Regions from separate parts of the Drosophila melanogaster genome. Here regions 1, 3 and 4 are each linked to region 2. A link is a contact called in public Hi-C data. All regions are on one chromosome and are shown on one strand. Each heading gives the region's core, a stretch centred on a gene start, on an enhancer-like site or on the middle of the called end of the contact. The rest is flanking DNA. Distances are from core to core; before and after follow the strand shown.

Region 1 (6,002 bases), core at 1,567-4,066, 990 kb after region 2:
CTGTGGATGTTATTATATTGAACTTAAGCAGGGACACTTACAGTGATGATTTGATTAAACAATCCGAGAGATTAGAGCAGTAAAATTTGAATCCTTTATACGTTAGTTTACTGAAAAGCTATCCACAAAGCCACAAATTTGCAGCAAACTTTTCTGTTATTAAGCACACTTACATGTGAGAAAAATACTAATTGAAAAAGGTTTCACAGTTAAAGGCATACACGCATTAATTAATCAGACACAATATTTTTGTATGTCATACATACATACGTATACTTTTTATCAACACACTTGCACGAGAATTCATTCTTGGGCCAGTCAACGAGTACCGAACGCAGCTTTGATCGCTGCTCTGCCAGCACACGAATGCCGATAAACACTCATATATATATTTGTTTTTGGCTGACATACACTTATACTAACACAGGAAGTTATATATGTTGCATATATGTATATTTATTCATCAAAGCACAATTGGGTGCACCCGCGACGGTAAGGTGATATATTTACACATTTTGTACTTTAAATCAGGCGCATAATTAATTTATACTGAAACAGGCACAAAACAAAGAATGGTACTCTAAAATAATTCCCGGTTCAAAATGTTATCAGATTTAAAACGCCGTACCACGTCTGCGTTGATCGAATTTTTTTTAAATTAGTGCTGGAATAACGACGATGGCAACTGTCGATAAGCAGGCGTGCATCGATGTTCTGCCGCGACAATTCTCGATATTTTGCTTATATCGAATGGCTCGATTAGCATTAAATAATCAAAAAAAATTATAACAAGAATTTTCATTTTTAACTTTTCAATGTTTGTTAGATGTTAAAACACAATAATAAGATTTTTTATTATTTTGGTTCGCTTAAGCTAAAGGTCGATATATTCATTTAAACTCCTAATAGCGGTTTGGGGTCATGCTTAGTTTTTAGAATGGATTATGTACATGATAAACTCATGCAGTTTTCACCCATACGCTACAATTTAAAGATATCGTATTTCGCTAATCACTGAACTTGTCGGGCATTGCCATCCTAATTTTAAAGTTTGGTTGTCGATTAACATTGTACAAATTACATCTCAAGATGGCTGCTCTTGATACGTGCAGATTTCAGAATGATACTTCGAAAATTCACCTCTCGGTGTATGTAGAATTCAGGATGGTAGTTCTTCATATGTGCATAAATCGTATGGCAGCTCCCGATATGTACAAATATCAGGATGGTAAGTTTCAAAATGTGCAAAAATCGGAAGGCACCTCCCGTGATGTGGGAGTTGCCAGGTGGCAACTCATGATATGTATAGGTGTATTTCCCATTAAACGGGCCAGCATTTGACCATTTGACCAGCATTGCCAAGCGTATTTCACCGATCCACGTCATTTTTAAAATAATCGAAATCGAAATGCGAGACCGTTTCTGAACTAGCAGTTGCCTAGCATCCTCCTAAAATTCATGAAGTTATATTGTATGGTGTGCCCCAATACAAAAATTAAAAACATTTATCAATCTTTCTTCATTTTAATTATAAAAATGTATTTAAAAACACTTGGGCCTGTTCCAATTTAACTGTGATGTTATTGATAATGGTAAACGATATCATATGATACGCACACTTTTAAAATTTGCCTTGGACCCAATTAAAAAAACTGACCGCAAGGCGGGATGATCTCGACGCCGAGATATAATGGAATCAAATTAGGCATGCAGATTCAGTTTGTTAAAAATATTTGGATGTTTGGAGAACACGCATAATAAAAAAAAGAGATCAATTTCGTACGCCCATAACTTCTGTAATGAAGCTGTAGTTCTACGTATTTTGGAAAGACCCTATGGCTTAGCCGGTCTCGAGCAACAGCATAGATATATTAGCTTTATACAAAATCATTTAAATGCTTAATTTTGTTCACTTAATTTTTAAAATTTATTTTTTTTTTTATTTATTTTGCTTTATACTAAAAAAAAAAGTCAAAAATAGTAAAATAAAACAAAATTAAGACATTTTACAAAATGATTTTTTTTTATAATTCTTGGCTCGTATCGAATAATTTCAGGATAATGAGACGTTCTTTGCTTACAAAAAAATTGGAATGGAAGATTAAAAATAATAAAATGCAAATATGAATTTACCCAAAACATTTATTCACTGCGTTTATATTTTTCTTATATATTTTTACCGTCTATGATGAAAATTAGTCGTGAGAAGTGAACCAACGCCGGCTGCATTTGTGGCGATGGTCAATAAACGTGACCAAAATACATATTGTTTCCGCTTCTATTACGAGTGACAGAAATGGTAACAATTAAAAAACTAACAAAACATAGAATTGTTTTAATGAAATTTAATTTTTATCAAGATTAGGCGTCAAATATAATAATTAAACCCCATATTAGAAATTAACTAAAACTATAATATAGAAATAATAGCTAGAGCAAAAAACAGCTTAGAACGGCTGATGCTCTTCTATTTTTTGTTATGTATTACAGTTACAAATTTGTTGGTCACGACATTTACTCTTTACTGTTTTCTGTTTATATTTTATTAAACTACAAGCGTAACTGTTCCTTTAAGGTATATTTTACAAGGATTTCGTAGTTTGTACTTCCCATAATACAAGTTGTAGATATATCCTTTGGCTCACTAAAAAGTAATCGTGTACACAGTGCTCCAAAAAATTTTCGGAACGCAGCACAATGAGAAAGCGATATAACACGGACATATTACTGCATACAGGTCTCAAATTATAAAATGACACTCGTGGCCTTTACCAACACTGGTTTCCTTTTTTCCACATACGTCGTCAACGTGATTCGACCTTTTCCGGTTTATTAGTTGAACATGGCAGTCGGCAAAAATAAAGGTCTTTCCAAGGGTGGTAAGAAGGGCGGTAAGAAGAAGGTGGTGGACCCGTTTTCTCGCAAGGACTGGTACGATGTCAAAGCTCCGAATATGTTTCAAACCCGTCAAATCGGTAAAACACTTGTAAACCGCACCCAGGGTCAAAGAATAGCATCGGATTATTTGAAGGGTCGCGTTTTCGAAGTGTCTTTAGCAGACTTGCAAAAGGATATTGATCCAGAACGTTCTTTTCGCAAGTTCCGTCTTATTGCAGAAGATGTTCAAGACCGTAATGTGCTCTGTAACTTTCACGGAATGGACTTGACTACGGACAAGTACAGGTTAGTAAACGTCTATAATGCACAAGTCTCGACTTTATATTTGTAAATGTGCACTTGCATGTATAAATGTAAATGCTTACTAACATTTCAATATTGTTTAGGTCGATGGTTAAAAAGTGGCAAACACTAATTGAAGCTATTGTCGAAGCAAAGACTGTAGATGGGTACCTCTTGCGAGTGTTTTGTATCGGATTTACTGCCAAGGATCAGCAGTCTCAGCGCAAAACATGTTATGCTCAGCAATCGCAAGTCCGAAAGATTCGTGCTCGCATGACCGACATTATTACTAATGAAGTTAGTGGTGCCGATCTAAAGCAGCTTGTTAACAAGCTGGCCTTGGACTCGATTGCGAAAGATATCGAAAAAAGCTGTCAGCGCATATATCCATTACATGATGTTTACATTCGTAAAGTAAAGGTATTGAAGAAACCGCGCTTCGATGTCTCAAAGCTTCTGGAATTGCATGGCGATGGCGGTGGCAAATCCGTGGAAGCCGTTGTTTCATCCGAGGGAGCCGTAATCGACCGCCCTGAAGGTTATGAGCCCCCAGTACAGGAAGCTGTTTAAATTAAATATGAAATGCATATTTTTTTATGTATTGCATTCAAACATAAAATACATTTCTCTACAAATTGCATAAACTATTTTCTTGGCTTGTTATATTAGTTTGTGGGCCTTTGGGAAGTCTTTCGTCTTTTAGGCATATGTTTGTTCCAGCCGTCCATCCTGAATGTGGTATGTAAATCTAACATTTTTATGCTAAGCCTCCACTTACTTGTATATTATATAGGCTACGTTTCGTAACGATCGAGGTGTATACAAAGAAGCCGAAATTCACAGGTATGTAAAGCATTTAATTTATAAATTCCAATGAGAATTAAAACGTGCAATACAGAAGCCAATTTCTTATAATTTCTTTGTCTTTAAACTTAAATTATTTAGATTGCTTTCCTATTAAAAAAAAAAACATTTTTAGCTTTTTTTTTTCGAAAATTTGAACAAATTTTTTTATATTTTCTTTAAAACATTAATCCCTTTAACTTTTTTACAAAAGTATATTTATATTACAGGCTACATATAAGTCATCTTGACGTAGCTGTAACTAGATGTATTTTACAAACATATTTGTTTTAAAGAACTTTATAAGATTTATAAGAAGGAAATTGTTGCATATATTATTGCACTTTTATTATTTAATATGATGTTGTTATTTTTCGTCTCTGTCATTTATGATGAAAGCTAAAGTGCTGAAATTCATTTGTTTAAATATAATTTTTAAATAAAAGAATTTTACTTATAAAACTTTGCTTTTTCGCAGGTATGTCGATTGAATAAAAATCAATATATACCCCAACTATGTAAGCATGTCAAACACTTTGGTGGATTCCATTTCCAATACTACTGGAGATGGCGTGAAGACGACTACGATATATACAAGGAAATTTTAAAATAAGCTTGGTTGTCCGATTAATCCAAATGAAATGAAAAATCAAAAAAAATTTAAAAATATATGGTTTACTTACATATGTAACTTTATTTTGAATATGACATTCACATAGGCATGATACACGATTTTATTTGACTATAAAATTAACTAGCTAAGTAACGGGTAAATGTTGTTTTAGCCTATGAAAATATGTGCAATTGGACTTAATCTGTAAGAGCCTCTAAAGCTTATACTGGTTGATTCAACTGCTTTGATAGAAAATTTAGTTGGTAAATAATTGTTTCCGTTTATGCTGCTTTGTTTTCCCTCTATCATTGCGGATTACAAAAGACGTCCTGAGAAGAACCGTTATCTTTTTAATTCTGCTTTGTTTAACTTTCGACAAAAATTGGACACGTATATTGCATCATCAGATTACCGCCCCCAAATGCAATTTTGAATATCTTCCATAATTTGAATGGTAGGACAGCACAATTTTTTATGCTGTTTAATTGAAAATTTTGCGAAATAATTGGGAAGAGGAACAATGTAATCCTTGTAGGAAAGATCCGAAATCATAGCTTTCTATGAATGCGGAGTGTCCTTTCATTATTGCAGAAAAAAGGCAGACATCGCAAAATTATAGGAAAAACCATAAAGGTGGCAATGACAGTGTCTTTAACGCGGCAGATCGAGGGTCCATACGTCAAACGCCTAGCAATTCCCACGACTCCTCCGGAAAAATTGATAGTTGATTCAAAGGGTGATTAAGAAAGATAAACATTTAAAACACGAAAAACTTAAAAAAAAAACACCTCTTAATAAGTGGCAAAAAAAGCACACCTTAGTTTTGCTCGAGCTCATATGGCCTGGTCTAAGGAGTGGCATTATGTTGTATTTTCGGACTAGAAGAAATTAATCTGCAGGAACCAAACCACTATAGTCATTACTATCATGATTTGCGTAAAGAGGAATGGCCACCATACTTCCAGGACCTTAATAAAATAGAAAACGTGTGGGGATGGTTGGCTGGGAAGGTATACGACAGTGGTATGTATACAATATGCATCTCAAGAGAATGGATCACCGGTATAAAACTCGGTTGGTCCACGATTAGTTTGGATTACCTACAAAAAATATATGATTCACTTCCCTGACGAATGTGTGAAGTCCTTGAAAACAAAGGCTGATCAACTCATTATTAATTTCCTTTAAAAATATTCTAATTTTAATATTTAAGTGTTAATCATCTAATTTTTTTCGAAATGAATCAAAAAAACTTTAATTATCGTAGGTGGCGCTATCCTATAAATTTTGACTTAACAATTTATGGATTGTTTTTCTTTTTTACTTTAATAAAAATCTATAAACAGCAAACTGCATCCCATATTAA
Region 2 (5,706 bases), core at 60-2,559:
ATAGAGTTATTCTAAATGCATTATAATAGAGCACTCTAGAAAGCCTTCCATTGAATACTTTTACAAAGCGGCTATATTATGGAAAAAAATTACACGTTCAGAAGTTCCGACTGGATAGACTACAAAAACAATAAATCAAATTCGACTAAATAAAATAGATAGATGCTGTATCTCTTGCCGTTATTGTATAATAGAAAAAAACGAACATACAACAAAACATACAAAACAAAGTAGGACAACAAAATGTGTAAAGAAATTGTTGTTTATTTTCTTGTATATTTTATATTTTTAATTTTTTTATTTATAGTTAAAATAAATATTGTTGAATTATATTTCATAAAAAAATTCCGTTTAATTAAGCAAATAATTCTTAATTTTTACCTTTAAAGTCAAAAATTTAACTTTTTTCACAGTGTCTAAACACTTTTTTGACAAACTGTATGTGTACTGCAACTATTTATGAATAATAACAATGAAAATATGGTTTATTTTAAATATTTTACGATATTTGATTATAGTGTTTTAGATTGCATTGGGAAATTAGGGTCTGTGAAAATCAAGAGGTCATAATGGAAGATATCGCCCTGTAATAGTTTAAATACATCTGTCATCTCTTTTATTGCGGCTTTACTATTTTTGTTGTTACGAAAAACTCAAATTTTTTTAAACAGTTTACTCGTCAATTTTCCTTTGTCAGAGTAAGAGTCTATGTCTCTAAAATGTACTTGCTTAGTTTCAACTTCCTAGCATTTATAGTTCTTGAGATCGAGGCGGTTTACACAGATTGACGAATGGGGTAAAACGGCTAATGTAATCATACCTTGTGCGTTTCAGATATCAGTTTTAAATTCTAATTCATTTGTAAATTGAAGAGCTCCAACAGACTGAAATGAAATGATTACAAATTAAGGATTTCATTTATTTTACTTTAAATAAAATTAAATTTAAATTTAAATATTTATTTTTCTTTTTGTAACATTTTAGGTCACGGTGCGCATGACAAAGTGTTGTGAAACGTTGGTTTGAGTACTTATTAGTCTAACTATGGAGCATTTATGTGGGCAGTTTTATGGAATCACGGCCTAAAATAAAAAGATAATATGAAATATATTACTTTAGAGTTCCAATCAACCCAATAATGTTTAATGCGGAGGTAGTTCAGTATAGTGATATGTGCACAAATTAATGCGCAGACGCTCCTGAAACGAACCGTCGTTGGCAAAAGTTTTCGATTTAACGACATTATGAGACGAAAAAGCTTTTCTCTCTAGCAGTTCATCGAATCAAACGCGGCCGCAAAATCTTGTTAGTCAGTATTGAATTCGATTTTCAAGAAAACAGACGTTCTAAAAATTTCGGTATCTAGCTGTGTGTTTCGTGTTCTCCCAGCTCGTTAAAAACATATACATATAGCTTTTTAAATACTCTTATAAGCATTTTGAACAAACATTTATCAGATCTCCTGAAGTTTAAAATATTGTTATTCGCAATTGAAAAGAACACATCAAGTATAGGTATCAAATTGGATTTAATATACATACATATGTACTCACTTATGTATTTTTATATATATGTATATTTATATAAGTTTACGTATCTATAATACCTGATACAATTCTGGGTCAACACAGATTCTAATATATACATGAGTATACACATATACATATATTTGATATATGTATGGTCTCTTACTGTGTATATGCCAACTAATATTAAATACTTTTTTCGCGCGTATAACGATTGCATATTGTAAAGTTAATATATATATTCACACGCTTCACTTATATCTTAAAAGGACATTTATACAACATCAGTATGTACCCCATTTTGTGCCTTTGTTCAGTTACGCAGTAAATATAAATATATGACACTTAAAAATTTTGTAATTGTTATTGCACAATATACATACATCTTACAAATTACTCTTGATATCTACAAGAAAGTTTAAAACATACCTAAATACTTACGAGTTATGATAAATGCTTTTTTTTTAATTTTAAAAAAGTGTTTCACATTCTATATATCGTCCCTCCTAGTCCGAAAAATGGGTTTAGTAAAACATTTCTGAAGGTCTCATCCAAATAGTATATTTAATTCGCGTACATAGCGCGTGTTTATATGATTTAATGAAAAAGTATAATTTGCAACAAGTAATTTCCAAGACCCTGAAATATCCTTGCTAAAAGGGGTGGGGCGTTTTACCATTAAGCTCATCAAAAAAAGCTTCAACGCATGTAACCTGCAAAGGATACATACCTACATATATATGTACGTATATATATAACTGCTTCCCAGATACATTCTCATAATCAGGATTTTCTTTTTTAAGAAATTAACCAAAAACACCTGTCGCTTTTTTTAATTGATTGAAATATGTCAATGAGAGTTAAATATATCTGGTTTAAAACAAAGATAATAAAGTTTTGATCACAAATTTTAAACTTTTCGTAACATTTGACTTGACAATATTATATTATAAGTATGTTATTTCAAAATTGCGAGGGTGCAATTAAGGGTCTACATATACCTTTTCCAGGGAAACACTTCTTTTTCATGGTGATTGGGTCTAGTTTTAAAAAAACACGTACAACAAACTAAAAACTAACAGTACCGCTGTTACCGGATATGGCAAAAAACAAACCTCACGGAGAGGTATAAAACAAGAGAGAACGTGACAGTAGTTCATCGACTATTTAACAACCCGACAGAAATGTGCAAAATAAAAGAATAAATAAAAATAATGAAACAAAAAAACAAAACACTTTGTAAATGTGTGGGCAAAATCGAAATAAAAGATTTCAAGACTGAAAGAAGCAAATTATTTTTCAAAAAAATTGGAGTTACAGTTTTAGGCGGATTAAATGTCTGGTTCTCAAGAAAACAAATTTGCATGCTTTATCCCATGCCTGTCGTCCGTATCAACGCTGTTACCGCTGAAACTATAATAACTGGAAAGTAAAACGAAAAAATAATTTCCATTTTTTATTCCTTTACTCAATACGTAATATAGGTTAATAGTAATGATTGTTGCTGCTCTTGATCAGCTGGCTATCACACTAGCTTCGTTGAAAAGTATGTAACTTGCAGAACGACGCGTTTCCGAGCGTTTAAACTATATATAGTCTTCACCAGGATCAATAGCCGAGTCGAATTTTCATGTCCGTCTATCTGTATGAACTCCACGATCTCAGGAACTATAAAAGCTAGAAAGTTAAGATTGTGCCATGCCCTTTTTAAGTTTTCGTTTATTTTTTTTCAAAAAATTGTTGAAATTGTTTTGCCAATTTTAATCGGTACGCCAGAAAAATGTTTAATATTCTCGTTCATACTTCCACTAGCTGAGTAACAATTATCTGATAGTCGAAAAGCTTTACTATAGCGTTTTCTCTTGTTTTAATTCTGCAATGGATTCGTATTTTTTCAGGGCCATAGTTTAATTTGATATTGAAAACGCCACTGAGTGGTTGATATGCATATCGATGTAAGGCCCGTTTACACTGCACTAACCGCGGAGTTATGGTTTTACATATGTAGATACCTTTGCTATTTTGATGTGCATGGGGAACAGTTAAGTGTAGCTTTGGTAAGGAGTTGACCCCTATGTTTAATAATCGAGTTTATTACATTTTTCGTCTATCGAATGTCATGTCATCTCTAGGCAACAACAAGGTATCAGATTCAACGTTTGAGATAGGATAATACATTTTCAGACATTTTTCAATTTGTGCCCCCGCACATGTTGTTTCTTGCGAAGTATGGTGTTTTTTCGTATGATTTCATGATCACATGAAAAAACTTCAACCACCAAAATCTTCAAAATGGAGGTCGAGTTTTCTAGTTTAAGCAACGTGCTTTAAGAGAACTCACTTGAATTACCAACTCAATAAGAAACCTGCGGCTGTTTAAAATAACATAACCCTTATATTATTACAAACCATTTAAAATTTGAAGAACTATATGTAGATTGCTGGTCTGTTTTGCATCGACTCCACTGAGTAATATAGAATTTTAAAATTGGAATAGCGAGACATTCTTTTAATTTTACCGATATGTGTTTCTATGAAATAAGTTACCTAATCTGTGCTCTGAATACTTCTGAATTACATTGGCGAGCTTTACTTTACGAGCTTCATGCCCGATCTTATACAGAGAAGAATGCAAGTTTATACTATGATGGCCGGGGGATTCTCAAATACATGCAGTACCCCTTTGGATACCATAGAACCAACGCTGTCTGAAACTTTTGAACCAGCTAGTGATTACTTTATAACAAAATAATATTTAGAGAAGGCCCATGGTACCTAAATGGTACAACAATGTATGTATGTTTGTACGTTGTAAGCAATTTTTTGTATAATTTTTGTAAAACTGATTTATTATCTTATATTTAAAAATCGTTTAGAAAACAAGAAATAAAACTCCTGAAAAGTGAAATCTGTAGAGCAGTTGAAGATCTTTAGTCGCAATAGATTTTCTTAAGTGTGCCATCGCGATGGCTGCACCAGCAGCCTGTACGCGTTTTTCGGACAATTACGACATCAAAGAAGAGTTGGGAAAGTAAGTTTAACAAACTCAAGGTTAATAAATTTATTATAATAACCCGTCTATTAACATTTCAGAGGAGCATTCTCAATTGTGAAAAGATGTGTCCAAAAGTCAACTGGCTTTGAATTTGCTGCAAAAATTATCAATACAAAAAAATTAACTGCCAGAGGTAAGGCTTTCTGTGTTCTATGTAGGTTATAAATCACATATGTACGCATTTATGCTATGCACACGCATGTAGGGAAACTAAGTGCTGTTTTTAGGTAATTCGTCGAGTACAGTAAAAGGGTATACTAGATCCTTGATCCTTGGAAAGTATGTATATTCTTGATCAGGATCAATAGCCGAGTCCGTCTCTCCGTATGGTCGTCGAGATCTCAGAAACTATACAAGCTAGAAGGCATACAGATTTTAGAAACAAATACGCAGCGCAAGTTTGTTGACCCATGTTGCCACATGCGCCACGCCCTCACTTTTGAAAAATGTGTTGATATTTTTTCACATTTGTATTGGTCTTGTAAATTTCTATCGATTTGCTCAAAAAAAAGTTTGCCACGCCCATTCTAACGCCCTTTAACTTCTATCGATTTGCTTAAAAGCCGCCAACCGGTCACGTCCACACTTTGGACCAATTTTTAAACTTTTTTCTTATTTTATTCCCCAATATCTATCGTTATCCTAGAAAAATGATGAAATTTCGCGTTCCCATTCACACTAGCTGAGTAACTGGTATCTGATGCCGTTTTTTCAACGGCGATATGGCATATCGTAAGAAATCAGTAGTAAACATTGACTGTCAAAAAGTTTTCCTGTAAAATGTACTTTCTTTTTGCTAAGTACGCTTTTGGAAGGGACCATTCTTTTTGTGTAATATCTTCGTCGTCCCTATCTATTTGCCACACAAGTATCAAATAGTTCTACAGTAATTAAGTTGTATTTCTTGGTGTTGTGCTATTTAGTAATTAATAAATTTTTACTGCCAAGACGTGGCCAAAATAATTTTGGAATAGCAGTATTGGCAAAGTGTGTAATTTACAAAAAATATATTAAATAACTTTTAAGAAGTTTGAGCATGACAGCTGGGACAAATTTTGGGCTTAGAGAGAACCATTTGCTTGCTCGCCAAAAACCTCTTATTAACATATTTGTACACATGCATGT
Region 3 (6,474 bases), core at 395-2,894, 920 kb after region 2:
TTAAAATTACAAGTGAAGGCAATTATAAATTCTTCGACACTTTGAATATACTTCTTGGTTCTTATTCTTGTTTCTAACACTTATGCAATTATGCAAATTTTAATGTCAGCTACATTTGCCATCTTTGTAAAATGTCTCTCTTAAACAACATAGAAAGCAAGCGAACAAAATTTGTAACATCATTGAAGAGCAGTTCGATCTGCCTACCCGGCTCAAAAATGTTGGACGAGGTTGGATATCTAAGTTAAATGGCACATGATTATTGGCTAATAATTTAAAGTGCAATAATTTTAGCTGCCGTCGTTTAAGTGAAAATTGCGTTTGTAGACCTGCAGGATTTAGGCTCTGATATTTTTTTGGTTTGCTTCTTCTCCAGTTCTTTATTAATCATCCAAAAAACGTAATAAAATTTAAAACAGCTCCTCCGCTTCCCACACGCTTCTCAAAAAAAAATTGCTTGATGTACTCCTTTTGTAAAATCTTCAAGCTTAATCTGGTTCCTCTGGGCAGGACACCCTTTAACTTGTTAAGTGGTAATGTGAATACACATACACCAAAGCACGCGTTGAGCACATTTCTGTATAATATCTTACTTTTTTCCAGTTTCTTCTTTATAACACCTTGATATGAATTCATTACGATACAATCCCTCGGATTAAATTCTTAGTATGACAGGTGCGAATTTCTTGGCAATGGTAATTAAGAATGATGAACTTTAGTAGTCTGTGCAAAAAAGTATCGATTTAAAATTAAAAGTGGAATTCCACGTAGGGAACATAACTATTTTTTTTGTTTGTTATATACCTCAATTTCAATCATTTTAATAAAAACACCGTTCAGTGGCACATTAATAGCTACCCAAGCAAAATCAGGTATTAGTTCAATTTCTTTAATAGGCTCTTCCTTGTTGTTTGACCAAGTGATAAATTTCTGAAATGGAATGCAAATTGTAATATGTAATGAATCTAATAACGTTTTTTAATATTCAACTGTAAGCTAATTTCCCAATCGTAATATCTTTACTAATAATAATTCAATCTCACATCAACAGAAATTGAAAAGGCACTTAAAAAAATTATTTTTTAATATTTTTTATATATTTATAAAAATTGGATAGACAAAGGCAAAAACAATAAACTAGACAAACTAGAGCGGCATCTACGACATGGCTTAATCTCTAAACAAGTATACAAATTGGAAAAGAAATTGAGGTAGAATAACTGAATTTCTGCAGTGAGTTTTAATAACGTTTTCCTAATTATAGCTACATTCATATACATACATACATGTGTAGGTCCAGCAACTCCAATGTTGTTCCATAGATGACCAGTTCTGCAATGCGATTTTCATCCAGGTATTATTTTAAATTTTATTAATGGAAAGAAGTAGTTAAATAGGTAATAAATAATACAAAATGGACAAAACAAATTTTAATACACTCTGAAAATTCGTAAATAGATTAAACCTAACGCATAAAATGTGAGCTATACATGAAGAAATTTGTTAATAACACTCTTATGTACAGGAAATTTAATTAATTAAACATAATTTTATACATTATAATTATAAAAATTTGACGAATATATTTATAATAAAAAACCAACCAATACAAATTGGCGTTGCGTGGCCAGATTGACTCTGATATTTTAATATGCATCGACATTGAATGCTACAATAAAAACTAGTCTCATTTACGGTGGTCTGTTTAACTAATATCCAAAGTTACAAGAAGCAACTTCATGAACAACGAACCAATCATTTCCCATTTCACTGACATTGGCAATACCGGTGCAGTCAAAAAAATAACCCGAACAAATATGAATAGATAGCTAATCTTTACTTGGTAACTGAGACGCTTGTACTATAAGTTACTTCACTTAGATAAAAAAAATATGTATTTTAGATTAATTCATGTAAAAACCTTCACTTAGTAAAATGGCATCATTGTCATAGAAACTTCATCAAAACTTTTATATTTCGTGACATAATATAAAATCTATCAGTCCAAACATGTCATAGATACATGCATGTGTATGGAAGGACTGTGTATATACATATATTGTATCTAGATTCTAATATATATATCTTTACGCATATAGACATTATTTTAAAGCCATACTATGTAATAAACGTATGTTAAATTTACATAAACGTATAGTAACTTCACGATTTATATGTACGCCTTAAAAAACAAAATATTAAGGCAATGTGATGCGTTCACAATAATTACAATTCTTATTTTGGTGTCACCATAAAACTGCCTGTCCACATCCCTTTATTGATGGATTTCAAATAATGTTTAAGCGCACCCAAAAGTAAATACATTTAGAAAAAAATATTCAAATAGATATTTACACTGGCGATTTCTCTTTTACGCCAAGGTAGCTTCATAGAAGATCGAAGAGTTTTGGGACGATGGTGTATTTTATTTCCCGCTGCGGTGATCTGAATCCCATACATAGGTACAAATATACACATGTACTTTATTTACCTATTGTCATAACACTGAACTAATGCTGTATCTGTAATCATTTAACTTTTATTTTTTGTTGAAAATTCAGCAGTTGATACATAAGACATGCAACTGAAAATTCTTCTTTTTCTGAAATACAATTCAGGAATTCACTACGAGAAGGAATATTAATCAGCATATATGTATATAGTATATAGTCAATTTAGTATTTTAATTACATTTATTTATTGTTTTCCTGAGAAATGATTAAAATTTATGCATAGACTCAATTGATCCAAGTCATTCAAAGCCATCTTCAACGCTCGAGCTGCAATTCATTATTATGTATCCTAAGCTTTATACTAAAGAAGAGATTATAGTGTAGCTCGCGTATATTCGGTAGAATTTAATATATCACATATATATATATATGTATATATATATATATATATATATATATATATCATATATAAGCATAGGGCAAACACACGAAAACAGATATTCTAATAAGAATATTGTTTGTAATTATAATGGTAATATAAATGATTCAATGTAGACAGTTTGCACAATTTACGATGTTTATTTTAATAAAACAGATGTTCTAGACCAGAATCAGATTTTTACGAATGTGCTCTGTGGGATGGGCTACGACACCAAATTGTCCTTCTTGACCTTACGACTTACAGAAATGTGCTATACAAGAAAAATGGATTTATAAAATGGAATAATATGAACGTCTTGATCTCAGGAACTATAAAAGCTAGAAGGTTGAGATAAAGCATACAGATTCTAGACATAGACGCAGTGCAAGTTTGTTGCACCATATTGGCACGCCCACAAACCGCCCTAAACTGCCACGCCCACAAAGCGCCCTAAACTGCCACGCCTATACATTTGAAAAATGTTTTCGAATTATTCTCTGTCTTCTAAATTTCTATCGATTTGCCTTATAACTTTTTGCCACGCCCACACTTTTGCAAAATGTTAGGATATTTTTTCATATTAATATTTTGTCTTGTAAATTTCTATTAACATGACGAAAAAAATTTTTTTTACGTACACTCTAGAGCCGTAAAACCGCCCAAAACTGCCCCGCCCAAATTTTTTAAAAATGTTTGCGAATGTTTTACAGTTTTGTTAGTCTTGTAAATTTCTATCGCTTTGCAAACAATTTTTTGCAACGGCTTAGAGTTTACGACCTAATACCGTCCAAAACTACCATACCCACAATTTTGAGAAATGATTTAATTTTTTTGCAGTTTCTATCGATATTTAAAAAACAATATGTCAACCCACGCCCACTCTGACACCAAAAAGATGCCCAAATATATCCCGTTAACACCTTAGAGCATTAAAATTAATTTTTTACCCCAATTTCTTCCGATAAAAAATCATTTTGAAAATTGTCAGTATCACTTGAACTAGCTGAGCAACGGGTATCTGATAGTCGGGAGAGTCGACTATAGCGTTGTCTCTTGCTTTTAACTTATTTCCCTTAGAATGTTTTTTAATATAACAATAACATTTCCGAGAATTTCTAAGGCAGGCTCAGGTATTTGTAATAATTTTTTGGACTTCGATTTGGCCAAAATCTTATGATTGAAATGTTTGCTATCGGAATCTTAATTAAACAGTGAACAGCTGGCTAAGCTCTTTTCACATATTTTCTGGAAGCGTCCGCCTCTTCACAGTTTTATTTCCCATTTTCGCAATTATTTTCTTTACTGCACTTTAACCATTTATGTGATAAAATTAAAACGCATAATTTACAAAGAACCCTATCGCCCCCCTTAAATTAATGATTGAATTCTTCTATAATTTATAAGTTTTTTTTACTCTCCTATTTCGTTTTACTAACTGTATGGCAAACTTCCTGATAGCTTTTTGCGACCTTATTATCAACCCTTTGCCAAATCGAAAATTTTGCTTGTAAAATCTGAGTTGGGGTCAGAAATCAATTTTTTTTAAATAACTAAGGGGCAGAGTGATCTTGTGATGATGTGGCATAAACATCAATAGTCCAATGAGTAAACTATTTTATCCTAAGTAAATAAGATCTGCTTTGATATAAAAAAGGCACTTCGGCCAAAGTGCACATTTTACAAATCGAAAAAATTTTATAAATTCGAAAACCGGACCACCGACCTTGCGATTTCAAATCGAAATCCTAAAATTCTTAGAATTCGATTACCGGAGCATGCGCGTATAATAAAATCCTTTATAATAATGCAACAGCAGCACTGGTTGCGTAAATGGAATTTTGATATGGTAGGAAAACGATATAAAAAGTTTATACCTATCGAACTATTTTTGGTAATAAGCCGTCTGAACATTCTATGTAAATACATATAACACTGTCTATATATATCAATTCTTAATAATTGGTCAACATCTTAGTAATATTTATTTCTGTTAACTAAGATAAACTTTTCTTGATTCCTGTCCTTTTTATTGTGCTTTTAAAATAGTGATAAGCTATAAATACAGTAAAAATATGAAACGAAATTTATTGTAGGCTTAAAGGAATATAAATATGCATTTATATATCATATACTAATTGCGTGAATTTTACATACCTAAAAAATCTTTTTATTTGTATGAAAACTTTTTTTTTAATATTTAGGCCATTATATTAAATTATGACGCTTGGTGATGTACGAGTTGAGAACAAAATACAAACAAGAAGTGAAACCTGTGCTATCAATGGAATGGCTTTAGACAACAAGAATGGAATCATAAAACAGGTAATATTTATGCGGGTTACTACTATTCTATGTTGTCAAAAATACATTTATGGGGTTAAATTTAGTGATGTACGTATATGTATGTACATACATTCGTATATGGGCGTTTCCAGTAAATTAATACTCATTGCCAAAATAATTGGCAGATGCCATGTATGTATATGTATATGAATGTATTAATTTTTACATTTGTATAGTATACTCCTATGCATATTCACATACTGAGTAAACGAAAAATAATTATACCCATTAATCGTACCATTTTATAATACATATGTATACAAATATTTATGATTTAGATAATAAGCCGAGTCGATCTGGACATGTCCGTATAATGAGCTGTAATCTCGGGAACTAGCATTCCAAGCAAGCATATTTGATTCTTGGAACGTACATACATAAGTACATACACCTCTATTTCGTGCATTTTCTATTGAATTTTAGATTTCTTATTTGGGACATCGATCAGTTTTAAAACTGTATTTTCTTAGTTTGCATACTAGATTCATTGAAAAGTATGTAAGAGGTACAAATAAGCGTTTCCGGCCATACATATAAAGAATATATATTCTTGATCAGAATAAATAGCCAGAGTCGATCTTTTCCTGTCCATCCGTTTGTCCGTATGAACGTATCAATCTCAGGAACTATAAAATCTGGACTGTTGAGGCTAAGCATGCAGATTCCACAGCCGCATCGCAAGTTTGTTTCCAAAATTGCCACGCCCTCTAACGCCCACAAACCGGGCAAAAACTGTCAACCCCACACTTTTATAAAATATTTTGATATATTTTCATATATTTATTGGTTTTGAAAATTTCTATCGATTTGCCAAAAAACTTTTTGCCACGCCCACTCTAACGCCCTAAAGCCGCCAAACCGGAAATGCCTGTCAATGAATTGAGTTTTGAAGTAGTTCATCTGATTTATTATAATCAACATTTGGAAAAATCTGTCACGGAATTGTCAGAAATGTTTTCTGCATCGCGGAGAACAATTTATAACGTAATTAATCGCGTAATTAATTATAACGTCAGATTGGAATCAAACTGTGGAACAGGACGTAAAAGTAAAATTTAAGTCTCAGTCTAATAAGTCTAAGATAGCTTAAGTACTTTGTGCAAAGAATTTCTTGACAGTGTCAAATCTACGCAAACTTGGATTCAGTTGTTTTTCTCGTTCAGTGACAGAAAATATAACTTATTTTCATTGTCCAAACAATTTCTTGACAAACTGTACATCGATATCCCGGAAAATTATGAAAATTATGAAATTTTC
Region 4 (6,081 bases), core at 1,969-4,468, 940 kb after region 2:
TTCAACCTTTTTGCGAAAACCGGCTTTCCTTTAGTGCTCACATTAAAGATCAAGAATTTCCACATGGTCGCATCTGCTTTATGACCTACCCGATGGTAGGACCAGATGAAGTGCCCCTGAAGCCGCTTTGTACTCTGAACATTTCAGTGGATTTTAAAACTATAACAAACCATCTCGAAAGAGATAACCTGCATAGCTTGAACGATTGTATAAATGCGCATGGAAAATTAAACCACAATGAAAATATTGTATTTGGAGTAAAGGAACAACAGGTGAAGAAAATTGATATTACTAAAGCTTGTATAATGTCAAGTGACATCAAACTAATTCATGAGGCTGATGTAATATTAGACGACATATGTAGCCACTTAGGAAGTGACTGGCCTTTGCTTGCAAATGTATTGGGTGTTTCCCAAGCCGATATCGATCTTGTTAAAACAGAATTTTTGTTAAACGACAGCGTAAAGCAGAGCATGGCAATGTTACAGCTATGGCTAGAACATGGAGGCATATTGACGGGCAATGTACTAGCTGAAGCCCTCTACAAAATCGGCCGCTCAGATATAGTGGAGAAAAGCTTTAAAAATGCAGAGTTTGGCACTCATCAACCGGAAAAAGTTTTGCCGACTGCCGGAATTGAAAAAGATGGCGATTATGAACAGTAATTTACAAAGTCTACAGGTCCTTAGCAAGATATTTTTAAAAACGCAGATGGTAAGTTTAGTATTGATAAAATATATGTACTGCAACGCAGGTGTCACTAAAAGGAGTAAATTGATACTAATGCAATACTTAACATTTGACCATTACGTTAGAAAGAAGAACAAATTATAATACTTGAAAACCAGGTAATTAAAGTGTATAACGACATGAAATCATTAAAATAATATTATTTTGTTTTAGAGAAATGTCGATTTACCTGAGTAATCGATGAGTAATCGAGCGGTATTCATCATGAAATAGTTGCCGATATCTTAAATAATTTACCTAAAGTCGATTTATTAAGTTTTCTAAAAATTTAACATTTTCTTGACAATCAGAACTATTATTCAATGTATTACTTTGCAATTTATAATAAAACAATATTAACAGTGTTATAATTTAGAGTTTAAAATCGTACTAATTAAATAAATTGTTGAATCATTTATAGCTTTGAACTTCATTTAATTAAGGAGGATTAAAGTGGCTTGAATTTATAGTCAGATATACCATCAGAAATATGACTGATGTTTGCAGTCATCTGATGTGAACCTTTTTGTTCCATCATTTAAGGTTCACTTAAAAAATTACATCAAATACACGACATTCTTCTTCATAGAACTAAATTTTCATTATTTGCCACTTCATTACGTAAAAGTTTTCCTTAAAGTTTTCTCAATTAAAGCAACTGCCGGCAAGGGGTAGATTTTAATAAGCTTAAAGGTCCCACGGTAGGGCAAGCTAAGGAATAAAAGGAATAAAACATAAGAATGTTTCAGAATATTTCTACCCGTTACCACTACATTTACTACATCGAATTCCCCTGACAGATCTAAATTTATTTTACGTACGCAACATCGTGCGTCACACATCGAGCAGCAAAGGATCTGAAACAGAGGGAGGAGGAGTGTAGAGTGATATTAACAAAGAAAATGCAGCTCGACAAATAACGAGCGTCAAATAGGTATTCCAACGGGCACAATTGTTCACATGGAAATTCTAATTCTAATTGGCAAAGTTCATCAGTCGGGCATTGACTCCCAAAATAGGGGAAATAGTAAAATATTATCCTAGTCCTCTAGTCCGATAAAAAAAGAAGTCGCTAAGGAAGTCCATTGAAGAAGGACCTACATTTTCAACCTCCAACGCAGTCCAGGAATGGCTGCATGCAGTCGAAAATGGACTGCCAAATGGAATGTGGCCATTAACTCCTCGAAGTCAGCCTGTGTAACTTTTACCCTGCGGCCCGGAACTTGCACAGATCTGACTTTTGATGGAAACCCCGTCAACAATGTCACATCGCACTGCTACCTAGGAGTTCATCTAGATCGGAGACTGACCTGGAGGGCCCACATCACGTCGGTCAAATTCAAGTCACTGGCGAAACTAAAAAAGCTCGACTGGCTCTTCCACTCCAGTAAACTACAAATGAGCTCTAAGGCTCTTTTAATCAAAGCCATACTTGCTCTAACGTGGAGTTATGCCATCCAGGTGTGGGGAACTGCCGCCAAATCCCAGCTCAATAGGCTCCGTGTGGTCCAGTCGAGAGCTGCAAGCCATGCATCTGGGCTCCCCTGGTAAGTGACAAACCAGGTAATCGAAAGAGATCTGAAAGTTATCCCTCTCAATCAGATCAATTTTCACAGCAGCCGTTATGCCGACAGGCTTATGGTCCACCCGAATCAACTAGCAAACATCCTAGCTAATCCCATCTCCCTCCGAAGGCTGAAGAGGGTACACCCCACCGATCTCCCTACCCGGAGGATAGTATAAAATATTACACATTAAGTAATTAATAACTAGAAAAATTCTTTTTTTTTCCTTTTCTACTTAATAATTAAGAAACCACTTGGTCTCATATACATTTATACACACAATAGGTTAAGTTTTAGAGGAATTGACTGAACGATTCCTTTTGAATCCAAAATAAATAGAATGATTATTTAAAAAAAAAAAAAAAAAAAACATTTTCAACCAGTAGAAAGGAAGTTCCAATATGGAGAGCAAGCAGTCCAAGGCCTTTGACAACACCGCCGTGGAATTGATTTACCACATGGACGAGACCTTAGGCGCAAAGAACATTCTTAATTTGATCGCCATGGTGTTAGTTTTTCTAGTGCTCCTGAAACTGGCGAATGCGTAGAAGAGATCTGTACAGAGGCTTCCTATCACAATGCGTTAAAGAAGATCCATCGTCCATCGCAGTAAATGCAAAATGTGAAAACATCATCAAAAGACGGAGTCGGCAGATCAAATTAAGCAATGCACCGACACAAACCTAAACCGGAAATGGCATTAAAATTAATAATAGTAATAGTAATTACTAGCAATAGTAATCCGTGACAAATTTAAGAGTGAAATCATGCATTTTAAATGTTAACAAATATAAAATAAAAACCAAAACAAAATGCAAAACAAGTGGGAGAACGAGAAATCGGAGAATAAGATAGCGGCCCCGCAGCTGGAGCGTGCCGCAGTGCATACTGCATACAAGCATACATACGGCCCTACTTATATATATACAATACCTTCTTGATGGTGCTTGTTTTTCTGTAAATGTTTTTAATCTGTACTATATTGGAGAAGGTGTATATGTATGTATAATTACAACCTAATATGTAGAAATGCCCAGGATCAAGGGTCCAGATCTCATCGCCCAGGATGGGATTGAGGTAAGTTTGACGGAACACAGTCACCGAATTTTCTTTATATCTTTTAATGTATGCCCATGGCACAAGCCAGCAATTATTCAATAAATATACAATATGAAGACAAATACAATAGAATGAGAACATTTTACAGGGTGCTGTAGGGCAAAAAGGATGACATAACTTTTAATGACCTTGGTAAAAGGGGGGATCAATTTGCGCGACTTGCGACGATCCAATTGGCACTCGGGTGTATGAACTTACATACCGACGTAACATTTCCTATATTTGCAAGGCACGTCTTATAAAAATTTAAGAATTGCATCAATAATTCTGCCGTGCGTCAGTATATAAAAAGTTAATAGTTTAATTTTGTTTTTATTGTTATTCAATATCTTTGCATTATTTCTATATTTCGTACATTATTTATTACCTATGTGTATACATACTATTTTATTAAACTTATATTTGTGATTACTATCATCTTAATATTAGAAATTTGTATATCTGCGTAGGTTTAGTATACGATTGTTAACCCTTTCTACTATCTAAACCTTATCTTACGCTAAGAATCCATCAGTCGACCAATATTGCAGTATTAAAAATGAAATTTAATTTTATATTTAATTATAGCTTAAAAAAAGCAAACAAACTCATTTTTAACATTATAAAAAGAATTTATATAGAATACTTCATGTATATGCAACATATATTTACATATTCGTTGTTGATCCACTTAATTGATTTGATGGGGTACTTTTATTATAGTGTATTACTCGTGTTACTTAATTGATTTTTACACAAATTATAGAAATGAAATAATAAGGAATTTGTTAATCAAACAAATGAAGTTGCGATGTCGTTTGAATAAAAAGCAATATTTTACAAAAACACAGACAATGGAAGCACGATGGAACCGCAAATATCGAAAAATAATAAGCTTATGATATTTATTTTTATACTAACATTACATTTTAGATAACGATTTGCACTAAACATAAAGACTAAAGCATTATATAGCAATTTTGTGTACTGATAAATTTTGGAATTAAACGTATAAAATTTGTGTTAAACAGTCTTTTAAATTGGCAATGGCCTTTACATTCTTCTGATTACATATGATTTGTTAGTTTGCTTGAATTATCATGACCACCGAACTGTTGTAACGCAGATTCTTAATAAATTTATATGTTTACGATTGATACATATATATGTAAATGTGTGCATAACTGTATGTACACGTTTAAATACATATACATATATACATATAGATTTATAATCATATAATATGTATCTATGTGACTAGAGCCCTATATAAATCGTTAATTAGATTTATCACAGCAGTGTATTTGTTGAATTTCTAAACTTGATGTAAATTTAAAGTTCAATTATTTTTATTAATTTCACAAATTTTTTGGTTTCATAATATAGGTTCATTAACTTATTTATTGGGATCGTACAAATGCCGAGCTTAGTTATGAATCTTAAAAACGGTTGGAGATAAATGGTAAAAGTTAAATTTTAATGCAACCAGAATGTTTTCCAAAATAACCTACTCACATTATTTTTTTTTAAAGCATATTATTTTACTTTATGAAACTGCGTAATCATAATTATTCTTATGACACTCTCATTTCTTTAAAATTTATTTGTTTTCTTATAATCATAGTAAATTTTTTTTAGTAATTATTACAACGATTAGAGTTTCGGGGGTGAAGCCGAAATTAAGTATTATGTATGATTATGATTTTTTAAAAATTGCACAATTTAAGTATAAACATCTTTTATTACTAGAAAAAAAATACAGCATGCGAAGTGTATATTGAAACGTTGATCAAATAAATTGCATGCATATGTGAGCTCAAAATCTGTTAAGAATACTTCAAAATTCGTAAAATATAAAATCTATTATAAACTGTGATTTTGGTGTATAATATTCATGTATTAAACTAAAAAGCAAGAGAGAATTCTATAGTCGAGTTCCTCAAGATACTCAGCTAGTTGAAGTGCGTACAAGAAATTTAAACATCTTTTATGGCAAATAGGTAAAATTAAACCAAATTAAAAGCTATTTCGCAAATCGATATAAATTTATATTAATAAATGTATACAAATTTATATTAGTATTAAAACAATAAAAAATCAAATAATAGTATAAAATACGGGCGTCTCAGTTTTAGCGACATGTTGGCGGATTAAACGATAGAAATTGGCCACACAAATAATAAAACAGAAGTGTGGTCATGCTAGTTCAAGTCGGAGTCTGAGTGGGCGTGTCAACGCAGACGTCAGTAGAATCCCGCATATCTAACCTAAGCTTTCTAGCTATAATAGTTTCCGAGATCTCGACGTTCATACCGACGCACGGACATGGCCATGTCTACCTGCTATCGATCCTGATATTTTTTGGTTTGGAAACGCATACTGCTACGTTACATACCTATTATCGATTGTAGTTTACCCTTTTACTCTACAAGTAACTCCCTACGTCTAGGGATGATCTTGTTTATCAATACAAAACATTTTAGCTTTGAATTTATATACCAATTTTTAATTTTTGCTTATAATAAAATAATTTAATTACAATTGTGAATCAAATAAAATTTTAAAAATTTACAAGCTGTTTATCCAAAGATAAAAGTAATACAGGTTTCATAATATATGAGCAAATTTTTCAACTACATTTTAAGAAGTTTGAAAATAAAACACTTTCAAAGAAACAATTAATTGCAAA

The links. A called contact is a pair of places that touch in the nucleus more often than the background predicts.
Region 1: a contact with region 2 is called in a Hi-C map of the Kc167 cell line, with 3 times the contacts expected there. The contact joins the promoter of RpS3A here to the promoter of CaMKII in region 2. A contact is called at or near these places in 1 of 107 Hi-C or Micro-C datasets (the Kc167 cell line) and 1 of 6 datasets of contacts at active chromatin or transcription factors (the Kc167 cell line).
Region 3: a contact with region 2 is called in a Hi-C map of the Kc167 cell line, with 3 times the contacts expected there. The contact joins the promoter of lncRNA:CR43956 here to the promoter of CaMKII in region 2. A contact is called at or near these places in 10 of 107 Hi-C or Micro-C datasets (the Kc167 cell line, embryo, embryonic mesoderm and 2 more) and 1 of 6 datasets of contacts at active chromatin or transcription factors (the Kc167 cell line).
Region 4: a contact with region 2 is called in a Hi-C map of the Kc167 cell line, with 2.3 times the contacts expected there. The contact joins the enhancer-like site here to the promoter of CaMKII in region 2. A contact is called at or near these places in 7 of 107 Hi-C or Micro-C datasets (the Kc167 cell line, embryo, whole body and 1 more) and 1 of 6 datasets of contacts at active chromatin or transcription factors (the Kc167 cell line).

The regions. Positions count from the first base shown.
Region 1 is chr4:64,021-70,022 of dm6, reverse strand. It overlaps RpS3A (Ribosomal protein S3A), which reads left to right and starts at 2,816. Exons shown (of 4, transcript NM_001258475.2): 1 at 2,816-3,183; 2 at 3,285-3,918; 3 at 3,974-4,023; 4 at 4,502-4,798. The coding sequence starts at 2,843. The coding sequence ends at 3,750. pan (pangolin) reads right to left here and starts at 370. Exons shown (of 12, transcript NM_001258477.2): 1 at 42-370. It overlaps snoRNA:CD-24 (a small nucleolar RNA gene), which reads left to right and starts at 4,378; the gene lies at 4,378-4,446.
Region 2 is chr4:1,049,306-1,055,011 of dm6, reverse strand. It overlaps CaMKII (Calcium/calmodulin-dependent protein kinase II), which reads left to right and starts at 1,309. Exons shown (of 15, transcript NM_166813.3): 1 at 1,309-1,514; 2 at 4,403-4,557; 3 at 4,620-4,714. The coding sequence starts at 4,493.
Region 3 is chr4:128,044-134,517 of dm6, reverse strand. lncRNA:CR43956 (long non-coding RNA:CR43956) reads left to right here and starts at 1,644. Exons shown (of 1, transcript NR_073614.1): 1 at 1,644-1,844. It overlaps anne (anne boleyn), which reads right to left and starts at 2,298. Exons shown (of 11, transcript NM_205865.2): 1 at 2,231-2,298; 2 at 1,287-1,332; 3 at 805-930. It overlaps Ank (Ankyrin), which reads left to right and starts at 4,669. Exons shown (of 12, transcript NM_001169348.2): 1 at 4,669-4,720; 2 at 5,076-5,196. The coding sequence starts at 5,092.
Region 4 is chr4:111,453-117,533 of dm6, reverse strand. pan (pangolin) reads right to left here. Exons shown (of 12, transcript NM_001258477.2): 12 at 3,264-6,081. It overlaps Ank (Ankyrin), which reads left to right. Exons shown (of 12, transcript NM_001169348.2): 10 at 1-848; 11 at 1,530-2,276; 12 at 2,332-2,460. The coding sequence ends at 665. Among named protein-coding and RNA genes, the nearest start is that of Ank, 15 kb to the left of the region's middle. Within about 2 kb of position 3,218, at least 22 of the 39 cell types and tissues checked have an H3K27ac peak or open chromatin away from gene starts, as enhancers often do. A contact at or near this core is called in the Kc167 cell line, where this site is marked.